2 separate regions of the Mus musculus genome follow, and region 1 is linked to region 2. The links are chromatin contacts, called in public Hi-C maps. All regions are on one chromosome and are shown on one strand. The core of a region is the stretch at or near the end of the contact, and the rest is flanking DNA. Distances in the headings are between cores, read along the strand shown. Region 1 has its middle 22 kb from the start of Gm33489. Region 2 has its middle 22 kb from the start of Cd83.

Region 1 (6,103 bases), core at 3,004-5,503, 300 kb before region 2:
GCACTTTGCTCCAGGGATTTCCCGTCTCTGCCCTTTGGAGTTCAGAATTATACGTGGGCTTCCATGGCCACCCTGCATTTATGAGGGTTTCTGGGAATTTTCCTTATGATTCTCATGATTACATAGCAAGGGCTTAACCATCTTCCCCAATCCTCACGCTCTGGGTCTTAGGATCTTCAGTCGGAAGTCTCCTACACCATGTAACTTGTGATCGAATTAATTTGTTATCCTTTTCTTTCTCCAATTGTTCTTCATTAGAGGAATGTTGGCCATGGTCCTTTATGATGGGGGAAAGGAGACCCCCTACTTTTCTATTTCTACAATAACAGCAAAACTAAACAAACTCCCATTAAATGCAAATACACCTGGAAGTTTCCAAATGTGATGTAATTTAAAGTAATTAGATCAAAATCATGCTTAAGGTATGACTCATGTATGCGTGCAAATGCAAGTAAAATTAAGCTCATGTTTTTGAGTGGACAGTGGTTATCCTCGGGGAAGAGGGAATGGGTTATAAATTGGAAGTGCCTTCTGAAGTGGGTTGCTTGGGTGTTGATGAAATTCTATTCTTTGACCTGAGTGGTCCTTCATTTTGTGATAGATCCTAGAGCCATATATGTTTTCTGAATGCATTTTTCTACACTACATGATATATCACTTAAAAGATTTTTAAGAATTCATTAAAGTTAAAAGAAAAAGTTCACTATCATGTCTTCCCTTTGTGCATTTTAAACCCAGAGCAGGAAAGACACAAAAGCTACAGAGATGTTGAAAAACAACCCCCAGTCTCTTTGGTCTGGCTCCAAGATCCAACTAGCCTGAATATACTCAACCTAAAACGTCACCCCTGTTATTGACCCCCCTCAGGAGAAAGATAGTTCTAGACAGCCCCAAAGAAAGCTGTCTCGGGATTATCAAGTCAAGAAGAGAAGCCTCAAGACTTTCTTTCCTGGCCCCATCTTCAGTGAAGTCTTGAAGGAAGTGGTTTTCTTCACAATACAGTGGTTCAGGTTTCTATCAGTCAGTTCAGACTCCTTCTTCTCTATGGACTGGGTGGCTTCGTAAACTGTATGCACTATTGTTTGTTCAGCCTTGGTAGAAGAGGATATCACTCCAAAGCCTCTGGGACTTCAGGTTTCATGGGGTAAAGACAAATTTCCCCATTCTTATCTAAACAGAAGAATTCCACCCGCTCCGGCTCCATCTTCCTAGAATCTTTATGCATCTCTTCCTTCTAGCAGCTCCTCCTCTTTCCTTCCCCTCCTCAGCGGAGAGCTATAGAGAAGCAAGTTGCTTTGGTAAACTCCGTCATCCCTCTCAAGCATATATTGAGCATCTGCGGCACACCAAGCACTGTATGCTAATGTGATAATGGGAAAGACAGGCCAAGTGGAAACACTGCTATCTAAGGAATAAAGAATAAGCATTGGGCTAGCAAGAGGCCATCTCTCACACAGCCCTGCCTCCTCTACCAGGGTTCACTGAGATTCATGGGAATCTGGAACCCAGTTGAGCGAGCACTGAACTCTGCCGGCAGACTTTTCTCCGGCCTGTTTTTGCGTTTGCTCGTTCGCCCCTGAAACAGCAGGTGTGATGTCCTTTACCTTAAACATGCTTGCCAGTAGTAACCTCTGACCTCCCAGAAACTGCTTGGCCTTTCTAAAATACACGGAATTTTAATTTGCTCATTCTTTTTTTTTTTTTAACCATCAAAAGATAATTAAATTACCACTGTTTTAATTAAAATAGCATTGTTGGCAAGGATGTCATTGTTTCCCAGTCCTCTATTGCACCATTCCTCAAAGGTATAGCTGAGGTGCGAGGTGAAGACATTCCTTCCTCTAGCCTCAACTCTCAGTGAAGATGATGTACCTCACCAGGCCACCTAACCTTGAGGGTCAAGAGCACAGGCAAGACCCTCTAAGCTACAAACCTGTCACTACTACCACAAGGCCAAAGGCTGATGCTGCTCACAGTCTAACTTGACTTATTTTCCCCTTCTTCTCAATTGGCCTCTCTTCCAGGGGTGAAGCCTTGGAAGCACATGGATAGCCAACTCCCTACAACACTCTTCCTGCTGAATTCTGAAAGTGTGGTCAGGATTCTCAGGAATCTTTAGACGCAGGCAAACAAGGCAAAGGGAATCCAAGCTATTTTAGGAAAGTTTTTCAAAGATGGAGAAAACCACAAAAGGTCCCTTTAGCATTGTTATCTACAGTAAGAAGAGAGGCAGACACCAGGTGTGCTGATGTGATTGGAATGGAAGCTTTGGCTGATGAGGCCCAGGTTGAGATAATTAAGAAAATGAAGCAGGGTTTCCTCTAGGATGCTAGTGCTGACTTTGAGCTAGAATGGTCAAGAAGATTCCAGAAAGCAGAAAAGCCTTTACCTGCTGCTGTTCCACAGTGAGGCCTTTCATTTACTACAGATCTTTAGGAATGCTGTAGCGAGCCTAAACCTTAAAGTGGAGAGGAGACATCTGAGCAGAGGGGCTTCTGGCTCAGACCTGGGTCTTGGGTCTTGTACCTTAACTGTTTGTTTATTTTTATTGGGCTTTCCAGACGCAAGCCCTCCTCAGGAACTCTGGGAAGCACAAAGAAGAAAGATGCTGGGACAGGGTAAATCTCAGGGGAGGGATCAGGGAGGGGACATCTGGGATGTGACTTATATAATCTCTGAGTTTCCTCTAGACAGCTGCTGTTGTCCTGTCCAGAGGCTGAAAAAAACCAGAGCATCTTTGCTTCCTTCCTGCCCGCCATTCATTGGTCAAAAACTATCATTTATGAAAGGAAGCCAACTCTCACCATTGTCCTTTCAAGATAGTACCAGAAGCCTGAGCATAGTCTCCTGACAAAGGAACATGGGGGTTCCTTGGGATACCTGGACCTAGAGTACCCCCAAAGTGTGAAAGGGTCCCAACAGCAAAGTTGGCTGCAGTTGGTTCCCTGGCTGCAGGAGCTATGGCCAGAGTGTGTCCCCCATTCCTTAAGTCTGTGTGTAGATGTCTCAGTCTCCACGGTGACTATTTGGATGTGAGATCTTTAGGATGGAATTCAAATTAAATAAGGTCACAAGGGTGGGCCCCAATCTAGTAGGGCTGTTGGTCTTACAAGAAGAGAAGGGGACAGCAGAGGTCTCTGTCCCTTCAGAGGAAGAGAGAAAGGGACATGTGAAGACACAGCCAGAAGGCAGCCAGGGAGTGTGACCAGGATCTGCAGTTGAATGGCATTTGGTCGTGGATTTCTGAGCCCCTAGAACTGTAAGAAATGAATGCCTGCTGTTTAAGCCACCTGATCTGTGACATTTTGCTAGAACAGCACAAGCGGACTAAGAACGATGCAGTAACCCTTAGCTGGTTCATCACAATATCCGTGAGAGAGCTCTGCTAAGACAGTCTGCAGTCCCAGGTACAGTGGGATCCAAGTGGCCACTCCTAATCTGCCATTCCTTAGCCCCTGCCATTGGTACAACAGTTAGGGTCCACTTGAGATCCTCTGGGTTTCGCCTCTTGCTTCTTTACCTTAACTTGCTTCAGTAACTAACCTTGCTTGATAGCATAGAAGTGGGACATACCAGGAGGGTATTCAGTATACGGCCATTCCTCCCCTACTGCTCAGTCAACCTACAAGGAATGAGAAGCCAAAGAACCAACCTGTACCCCAACTCCCTGCTCATTCTTCAGTTTGGAGAGGCTGCAATGAGGCAGGAACCTTCTAGAGGACAGGAGTCTGGTTATCCTGCTCATGTGACAATTAGGTGACAGTTGTTAGCAACCAACCACCTAGACTCTACTGAGCCCAGCACTACAGGGCAGAGGCTTCAAAAGCCACAGACTGTATTCTCTAGCAGAGGGGACAGTGCCTCGTGGGGTCTGAAGCCCAGCTGTTGACTTCTGGATCTGGCCTGCCTCTCATCGGCCAGCAGCTTCAGAGAGGAAGAGAGAGGTCCCGCTGCAGACAGAGACCTGGAATCAGTTTTGTCTCGTCCTCCTCCATGTCCAGGGCATACATAGGAAGAAGTGTGGAGCAGACAGACAGAAATGGACGGCTTTATCCAGGTGCACACCTCACTGGTTCTGTCAGCCACGACCGGGCCCCCGGGTCTATGTTAAATCCACTTCCTCAGACTAAAAATAACCATTCACAAGCAACAAACGTCAAAGTATTTTTAGCACACTTCAGACAACCAACCTTCCTGTTAGACTTCGGCTTTTGCTCTCTGAATCGGCTGCAAGCACAACTGAAACTACCCAGAACTCTGCACCTCAAATAGGCCACGGTGACCCCAGGTGACATCTGACTGTCGATGCCAAAGAGACTTTGTACCGGGAGATTAGAATCTCTAACGGCCTTCTGCTTTCAGCTGGCAGAAAGCCAGGCGTTAAGAGAGAGGGAAGGCTCAAACATTCAGGGTGAAGAGTTCTGGCCTTCTGAAGGTCACTGGTGTGGTTTCCTGAAGAAGGTCTTAGGAACCAGAATGCGGGACGGTTGCAATAGTTACAGTGGAAAACCAAGGAAGCCTGTGACCTGGCCACACTGGCACACAGCTTCCAGGTGATGAAGACATTTCACCCTGTGATGCTAGGCAGCGAAGGAAAAGAAACTGGCCAACTGTCACCTGTCAAAGACAATTTTAGGGGTGGCAGCATAATTCATTAAGAGAGAAAAAAAAGAGTATTTTCTTTTAAACATGTATATATAGCAGGTGAACTCTAGGAAGCAACTTACATTTAACTAAACAGCAATTTGTTTCCGCCAAAGTTCTCTTCCTATAACAGGTCTACCAGGTCTTAGCTGTCTCTTGTCCCCTTCACATGTACCATTGCTCTGTGGCAGTAAGAGATTGGGGGCAAATACAGAGCTGGGCTAAGAAGCCATAATCTTTATAAAGAATGGTCCATACCACCGGGAGGCAAGAATGGGAATATTTAGGGGAAGATATGTGTAGAATAAAGAAATTGGAGAAAGACGTCTAAATGTGTGCCCTGGCCAAATGAGGTTAGTTAGGGTGGCAAAGGCGTTTTTTCTGAGACCCTATTGAAAGCGACCTGACTGTGACAACTTCATTCATCCAAAGCTAGAAAAGAAAGGCAAAGCTTCGTCTGAAGAAAGAAGCAAGAAATGGGCTCACACGCATCTTCTTGACTTTGTCTTTACCCTTCAACTAAATGTAATTTTTTTCTGCCTTTGAGTAAAAAAAAAGTCACTCCTCTCAGCATGCCAACATGGCACCCCTTCTTCTCTCCCTGAGAAGAGCATAGAGAGAGGGCAAGGGGGAGCCTGCCCAGAGATGGGGTGCTGAGACATGAGGTAATGTCTGTTCCTGAGCTATGGTTGAACCCAGAAAGAGCTTGACAGGGGCTGCAGAGAAGGGGGTGCTGGTTTCTAGACACTTCTTTATGTTTGGCCTAGGTATAGGCCAACCTTCAAAGCAAATGTCGGTTTTGGAAATGTGTGTGTGTGTGTGTGTGTGTGTGTGTGTGTGTGTGTGTGACAGAGAGAGACAGAGAGAGACAGAGACAAAGAGAGAGAGACAGGAGAGACAGAGAGAGAGAGGTAGGAAGTAGCCACCAGTCATGACGGATGATAAGATTCAACTACACCTCAGCTGCTGAACTGCGGTGGCTGGTGGTCCTTATTACCCACGCTAACTCAGATTCTGTTTCAATCAGCATCAGCACACTTGGGTTCCAATTGCTATCAATGCTTTTAGGGTCAAAGCATGCACCCCGACATCTAGGTGCACCAACCCAACCTGGAGGGGGGGGGGCAATTGAAGAGACAAGAAGTAAAGAGAAGCAGAGAAAGGGGATCAATTGAGCACAACCACATGAGAAGAAGGGACAGATAAAGATGTCTAGTGACACCTCCCCACCCCCACGCCTGCAGCCCATATTCGGAAGTTCTGACTGGAGGTTTAGGCTGAAATAGAAGGCAAGAGGCATGCATAACTAAGCAGTCCAATGTGGCCCCACCCATCAGCCACTCAGCTCCAGTGTATCCTGCAAGATGCTTTTGTAAGTTAGCAGAAGTGAGTGTGATCTAATTCACACTCTGGATAATACCAGGACACTGTCCTTTCTCTCTTCCAGCATGAGGTTCCT
Region 2 (6,865 bases), core at 82-2,581:
CACTCCTCAGAAAGTGACATCAAGGTTGACCCATGGCCTCCACATACTTGTGTACACACACACACACACAAACACACACACCACACATATACACATACATACAACACACATATGCACATACACACATGTGTACACAAAGACACGAGTATACACACACACACACACACACACACATGCACACATCTACATACACAGGCATGTACACCCCCCATATACACAAACACACACACACACACACCATGTACCACACACATACATCAGACACCACATATACACACCACACACACGGGCATGTACACATACCACATACACAAACCTACACACATACCACATACCATACACATACACCATACACCACACACACACAAACACACACCACATATCACACACATACACCAGACACCACACATACACACACACACACACACACACACACACACACACACACACAAACACACACACAAGTAAATATACTGGAATACTTAGACGTGTGAGATATTTGTTCTCCTTGAACTAGCACTTACAAATGCTACCTGCTAGAGACTGAAAGAGTTGTGGTTGAGTTGGTAGGAGGTTTTGGTTTTTGTTTGTTTGTTGTTGTTGTTTGTTTTGGTTTTTTTTTTTTGAAACAAGGTCTTACTATGCAGCCAAGGCTGGCTTCTAACACACGGATTTTCCTGCCTCAGCCTCCTAAGGGCTGGGCTTATAGGATTGAGCCACCACACCTGGTTTACATGTTTGCTTGTGTTTTAAATTCAGCTTTTTTGTATGGTAAATTAGCTGGTATTCTTCCCACTGTATGTGGAAGACAATGGGATTAGGTGAGACCCTACTCCTACCCAGGTAGCCTCTGAAGACAATGTGATCTGGGTGGTAACAGCATTTGCTTATTTTGGGGACGGGGTCTCACAATGTCTGAAGCTCCACCTGTCTTGGAATTAACTATGTAGACCAGGCTGGCCTGAAACCCACCAAGCTCCGCCTACCACTGTGTTTCCAGTGTTATGATCAAAGGCCTGCCCCACCCCCACCCCTGGCCTGGGCCTTAGTGCTGCTGTTGCAACTCAGAGACTTCTTTTCTAACAGTCAAGTGTTCTACCACGGAGCTAAGCACCAGTAGGTGCAGACCTTTGTTGGAGTCCCCTCCAGATGAACGAGGTATCTGGTATTTCACAACACAGCACTCTGCAGCCCAGGCAGGCCGCTGGGTACTGCTGGCCAGGCTTCTACAGCTGGTCTTAGTGATGACAACCCCAAAGCAGGCTGGGCTCCAGGCTCTCCACTCGTCAGCCACCTGCCGAAGGGACCAAAAGAAGAACTTTCAGAGGCCGTCACGGGTCGTCACATGCGCCACTGTGATGCTTAGCCGCTGAGGGGATTTTGGGGAAGGAAGTAGCCCTGACATCATAGAAACATAGAAGTGAGAAAGACTTAGGGTGTTCCTCTTGACCAGGCACCCCAGAGGGTTGGGAGCCTACTCTGACCTTTCGGGTCTCACTCACTACGTGTGTGTACTCTCTCCTTACCTGGTTGTTGGCCAAATCTTTGTCCTCCAATAGAACTTTCTTCCAATATGAGGTCTCACTTAACACCAGTCTATCTGCATTGCCATTGTACACGCCAACTACTCTGTAACTCTGGGAGAGCATCACATGATTGCTAATCTTTTCACTTCAGCCCAACAGAAAAAATACATCAGCCCACACCTGCATTTTCCTACCTGGGCTCATCTTTTTTATCTATACTGCATCATCATCATCATCATTACTACCATCATCATCATCATTATCACTACTACCACCATCATCATCACCGTCACAGACAGGGTTTCAAACATACAGAACTAGTCCACAATTTGCTATGTAGATGAAAGTACCCTTAACCCTCTTCTCTTCCTGCCTCTACCTGCCCAGTGCTAACATCACAGATGTGCACTACCACACCCAATTAACTTGATGCTGGATAACAAACTCAGGGCTTTGTGCACGATTCGGCAAGCATTCTATCAATTAGACTACATGCACAGCCCATGTCTGCCACCCACACTATCAATCCCATAACCATGTCTGCGTGGATTATTTCCAATCCTTTAGTCCTCCTTGCTTCAGGATGATCCATCCATGGTTCTCATCGTGGGATTTTTCAGTAGCTCTCAAGGAATCTGTGGTGGGTGTTTTCCCGTCTCCCTGATGTTTGGCTTGGCCTTAGAACTCACTTTGAAAGACAGATGTGAAAGTGATACAACAGAAGTTTTTAGTGTGCTTCCATGGTGAGACTTAGCCTCTTGTGTCTCTGCCCTCACCATGAGAAGACGTGCCTCAGGCAGTGCCAGTCCCTGCAGGAACTCTAGGAAGCCAGCCCAGAGTAGGCTTGTAGCTGGGAGCCAGGCCCAGAGGAACAGAGCCAAGATCAGCTGAATCCCAGCCAATCCTCAGCCATACGAAGAAAAAAATAAAAAATAAACGTTTGTGATGCAAGCCACTGGGATTGAGGAGATGTGTTGTTATTCGACATTATTGGAGGAATAGACGATGAGTTAAATGGCCAAAATGAAGTGCAGGCAGTGGCCAGACACATAGCAGGCCTTGCACTCCAGGAGGTAAAGTCCTGACATGAAAACTTGCTTCCTCACCTCAGCCCCTTTATAACTCGGCCCTTCTCTTGCTGTGTCCCATATGTCAGCACCTGCTCGTGTTTAATATAATTCCTTCACAGACTATGCTTGATTTACTAAATGCTCACATATTCAAAAGCTTACCAACAAGACTACAAACTCATTGAGAGCAAGGACCTCGCCAGTTCAGAAGGAGCAAGAATTACAGATAGTGTTCCACTACCTCCATCAGGGTCTTCCCTTGTTTAGCTGGATGTATGGTCACTGTGTCCCGCACAAGATCACGCATGCGGGGCGTGTAAGATGCATTAATTGTCTGTGGCATACGCACTAGAAAGGCAAATTTCAGGGGCCATTTGCCTTATAAACCTGATGGTCTGGGATTGCATCTCCAGAGGCCATGTAAAAGTTAAACACAGCCGGGCGGTGGTGGCGCACGCCTTTAATCCCAGCACTCAGGAGGCAGGGGCAGGTGGCTTTCTGAGTTCAAGGCCAGCCTGGTCTACAGAGTGAGTTCCAGAGCAGCCAGGGCTACACAGAGAAACCCTGTCTTGAAACCCCCCCCCCTCAAAAAAAAAAAGTTAAACACAGTACACAGCTGTAATCCCAGCATCCTCCTGCAGGGTGACAGGGAGAGCGGAGAGAAGCCACAAAAGGTGGCCCTCCAACCACCACATTGTATAGAACGGCACACACAGCCTGCACTCAAGAAAAATTTTATTAATTTTTGCCTGCCATTATTGATAGGAGTCTTTTTATTGAGATAGTGTTAAATTATCAATTACATTAGATAGTAAAAATAAACATTTTCTTTTTCTATACTAACTGTATCAGTACAATGTGTAAGTGGTAGGCAGTTGCACCAATTTAAACCCCTATAGAGAAAAAGTCCTATGTACACAAATGTTCAATCCTGATTCCGTAGTTTTGTACCCTTTATTTTTACGAGTAAGGCACACCTCTGTGTATGACCGGCAATTATCTTTGATTTCCTTGGCTATATTTACACCTGGAGGAAATTCTTCAGAATCACTTTTTTTCCTCCCAGTCTAGTTTCGAACACAGTGCAGTTCCCCTTTTTATTTTTGTAAGTTGAAAAATTGTTTTATATTAAAGTACTCAATGAACTATGGTGGGGTGGTTTTTCTTTTTTTTTTTTTTTTAAGACACTTAGTTTTCATATACGGGAACTTTCCAGACTACTGGTTAAATCACCGCGTCCGCGTGGCACACTGATCTGGAGTTTAAAAAGAAAAAGAACAATAGAATAAGCCAACCTTGCCCCTATTTATGGACGAAACATCAAACCACCCACTTAACTTTCTGGGACCCTGGAATCTATGCACCAGAATGCCTCTATGATGCAACAAGGCACGTATCCATTTATTACAGGGAACTGCTGTACACTGCTGGTACAGTGTATAAACTATTTTCTTTTGTGCATTTGTTTTGGATTTGGTTTTCAAGACAAGCTCTTTCTATGGGGGCTAAAGAGATGCATCAATGGTGTAAGAGCACTTAGGCCCCTGCAGAAGTCGGAATCCTAGCACCTATACTGGGCCTCTCACGGCTGTCTGTAACTCCAGCTCCAGTGATAGCTGATGTGTCTGGCCTCACCTATACTCATGGACATGTACCCATCCATTGACACGCATGCATGCACACAATTAAAGCCAATAAAATAAACAACGTCGTCTAAAAATATCTTTCTCGGTAGCCACAGTTGGCCTGGAGATAGAAAGAAAGAAAGAAAGAAAGAAAGAAAGAAAGAAAGAAAGGAAGGAAGGAAGGAAGGAAGGAAGGAAGGAAGGAAGGAAGGAAGGAAGGAAGGAAGGAAGGAAGAAATTTACATAGATAGATAGACAGACAGACAGACAGACATAGATACATAGATAGGTGATAGATACATACATACAGACAGACAGATAGATAGATAGATAGATAGATACATACATACATACATACATACATACATACATAGGTGATAGACAGATAGATAGATACATACATAGATAAATAGATACATAGATGGATACATAGATAGATACATAGATATGTGATAGATACATACATAAATAGATAGATACATAGATAGATGGATGGATGGATAGATAGATAGATAGATAGATAGATAGATAGATAGATAACCAAGATAGTCTTGTCTTGAATTTAGGGCAGTCCTCCTGTCTCAGCCTCCCTTGTACTGAGATTACAAGTGTAAGCAATCATGCCTGACTTAAAACTCTTGACACACCTTCATACATTTGCAAAATGTTGCTAAAGCAGCAGCAAATCTTTGCTTTTGGAGCATGAACCTAACTCAAGAAACAGCAAAGGCCCTTTGGAAGCAAGTGCTGTGAAAAAGAAGTGAGAGTTTCCTTGTTGTCTCAAAACCCAGAGACAACTGACAGAAATACCCATGCATATTTCTGTCCATCCGCTTTCTATGTCTATATTCTCTTACAAATGAGAGGACGCCATATGTGCAGTGTGGGCTGTCTCTTTGTTGTCTTCAGTTAGGATCCATATTATTCCCATGTTATGAGGTTTCGAGGAGCTGGGGACAGTCACAAGTCAGCGAAGATCCTAACAGCCACCTTGTCTCCCTGTGCGTAGAAGCTAGGAAATAAAACAGTGAGAGTTTCCTGTCTGTTCTCTGCTCCTGGGTGATAATGCCTCTAACAGATACTACTTGTTCACACGCCACAGGCCTGAGAATTGAGAGAGAAAACCGTGCAATCTAAATACCTTACCCAATTCAGTCACGTGTGTAGATGTGTGTTCTGAGTCTGTGTGCATGGCTTTCATTATGAGTCACGAGACTTGATCTTCCCGTGCTCAACAGTGAGGTAGAAGCTCTGTAACTGTCAGAGGCAAGATGGATGGAGAAGAGAGGAAAATGTCTACATTTCATCGGACTTATCATAACAGGGATTATGTCATGTTTGAGCATGTCTACATAATACACACAGACCGAATTTCTCAACACTCCAAGCCTGAACCTCAGAGAAGTCAGAGAAACCCTTACTATCATCGTGGATCACCGGGTTGGTTCTAGAACGTAACCCCAAAGTTTTGGCTGTCAGCTTATGGTGCTGATGAGAGATGGTGGAACTACTAGGAAGTTTGTGGGTTTCAGGGGTAACTCTGAGGTGGGCCTAACATGCCCAGGGCCCTGGTTTTCATATCCAGCATGTCAAATAATCAAAACCAAACAGAAGGAAGCTGGACCACTAAGTGATGCGTGAGCTTACTCTCCGTCTCCTCCTTTACTTCCCAGAGCGTCCCACACTCCTGGCAGGATGCACTATGCTTCCTTGGACCCAGAGCAGTGGGGACAAGTGACTGTGGACTGTGGTCTATGAAAGCCTGATTCCAAACAAACAGCTCCTCTTTGTAAGCTGATTACTTCAAGTATTTTCTTACAGCTATGAATAGCTAACCTTGGGATCTACTTCCAAGAGGAGTGGACGATCATCCTCCCTCTAAATCAGTGACTTTCAACCTGTGGGTCACAACGCCTTTAGGGGGTCAAATGACCCTTTCACAGGGGTCACATATAAGATACCCTGCATATGCGATATTTAAATTGCAATCCATAACAGTAGCAAAATTACAGTTATGAAGTAGCAACAAAATTTTATGGGGCAGGGGTGGGGGTGGGGTTTATCACAACATGAGAAACTGTGTTGAGGGTCACAGCGTTAGGAAGGTTGAGAACCACTGCTCTAAATCTTTTCTCCTGAGTTTTGTTCTCTAGACAAAGAAATAAGAGCTGAAAATTCCTAATCACTGCATGTTTCCAACAACCAAAGCCACTTGTCCACTGCCTACCAGTTAATCCCAGTTAAAGATTCTGTGTGGTTTGGCTCCACCCAAGCTTCCTTCATACTGCTATGAAGTCGCCCAAAGGTCCCCATTACAAACTGAAGGCTCGTGTCTCTGTGACTCTACCCCCACCCCATCTTCTGATACTTACCAGGTGGTAAAGCCTTGGGGAGCTGAGGTTAGAGCCCATGAGGATGGGATTGGTGTCAGTTTATGAGAGGGGTCCAGAGAACTCTCTTGACACCTGTCCTCTGCAAGGACACAGTAAGGGACCAAACTTGCAAGCAGGAAGTGGCCCTCACCAGAGGTAAGTCTCACGGTGCTTTAGTCTTACATGGCTCAGCCTCCAGAACTGTGTGAAGTAAAGGCATGCTTATGAGCTCCATCGTCTGGTGCTTTTGTTATTCAGCAGGACAGAGAACT

Evidence for each region. A called contact is a pair of places that touch in the nucleus more often than the background predicts.
Region 1: a Hi-C map of CD4 T cells shows a contact between it and region 2, with 2.6 times the contacts expected there. The contact joins two enhancer-like sites. A contact is called at or near these places in 3 of 484 Hi-C or Micro-C datasets (CD4 T cells, pre-B cells and uterus).

Annotation. Positions count from the first base shown.
Region 1 is chr13:44,064,046-44,070,148 of GRCm38.p6, reverse strand. No RefSeq gene overlaps it. Among named protein-coding and RNA genes, the nearest start is that of Gm33489, 22 kb to the right of the region's middle. Within about 2 kb of position 4,253, at least 80 of the 459 cell types and tissues checked have an H3K27ac peak or open chromatin away from gene starts, as enhancers often do.
Region 2 is chr13:43,759,892-43,766,756 of GRCm38.p6, reverse strand. No RefSeq gene overlaps it. Among named protein-coding and RNA genes, the nearest start is that of Cd83, 22 kb to the left of the region's middle. Within about 2 kb of position 1,331, at least 107 of the 459 cell types and tissues checked have an H3K27ac peak or open chromatin away from gene starts, as enhancers often do.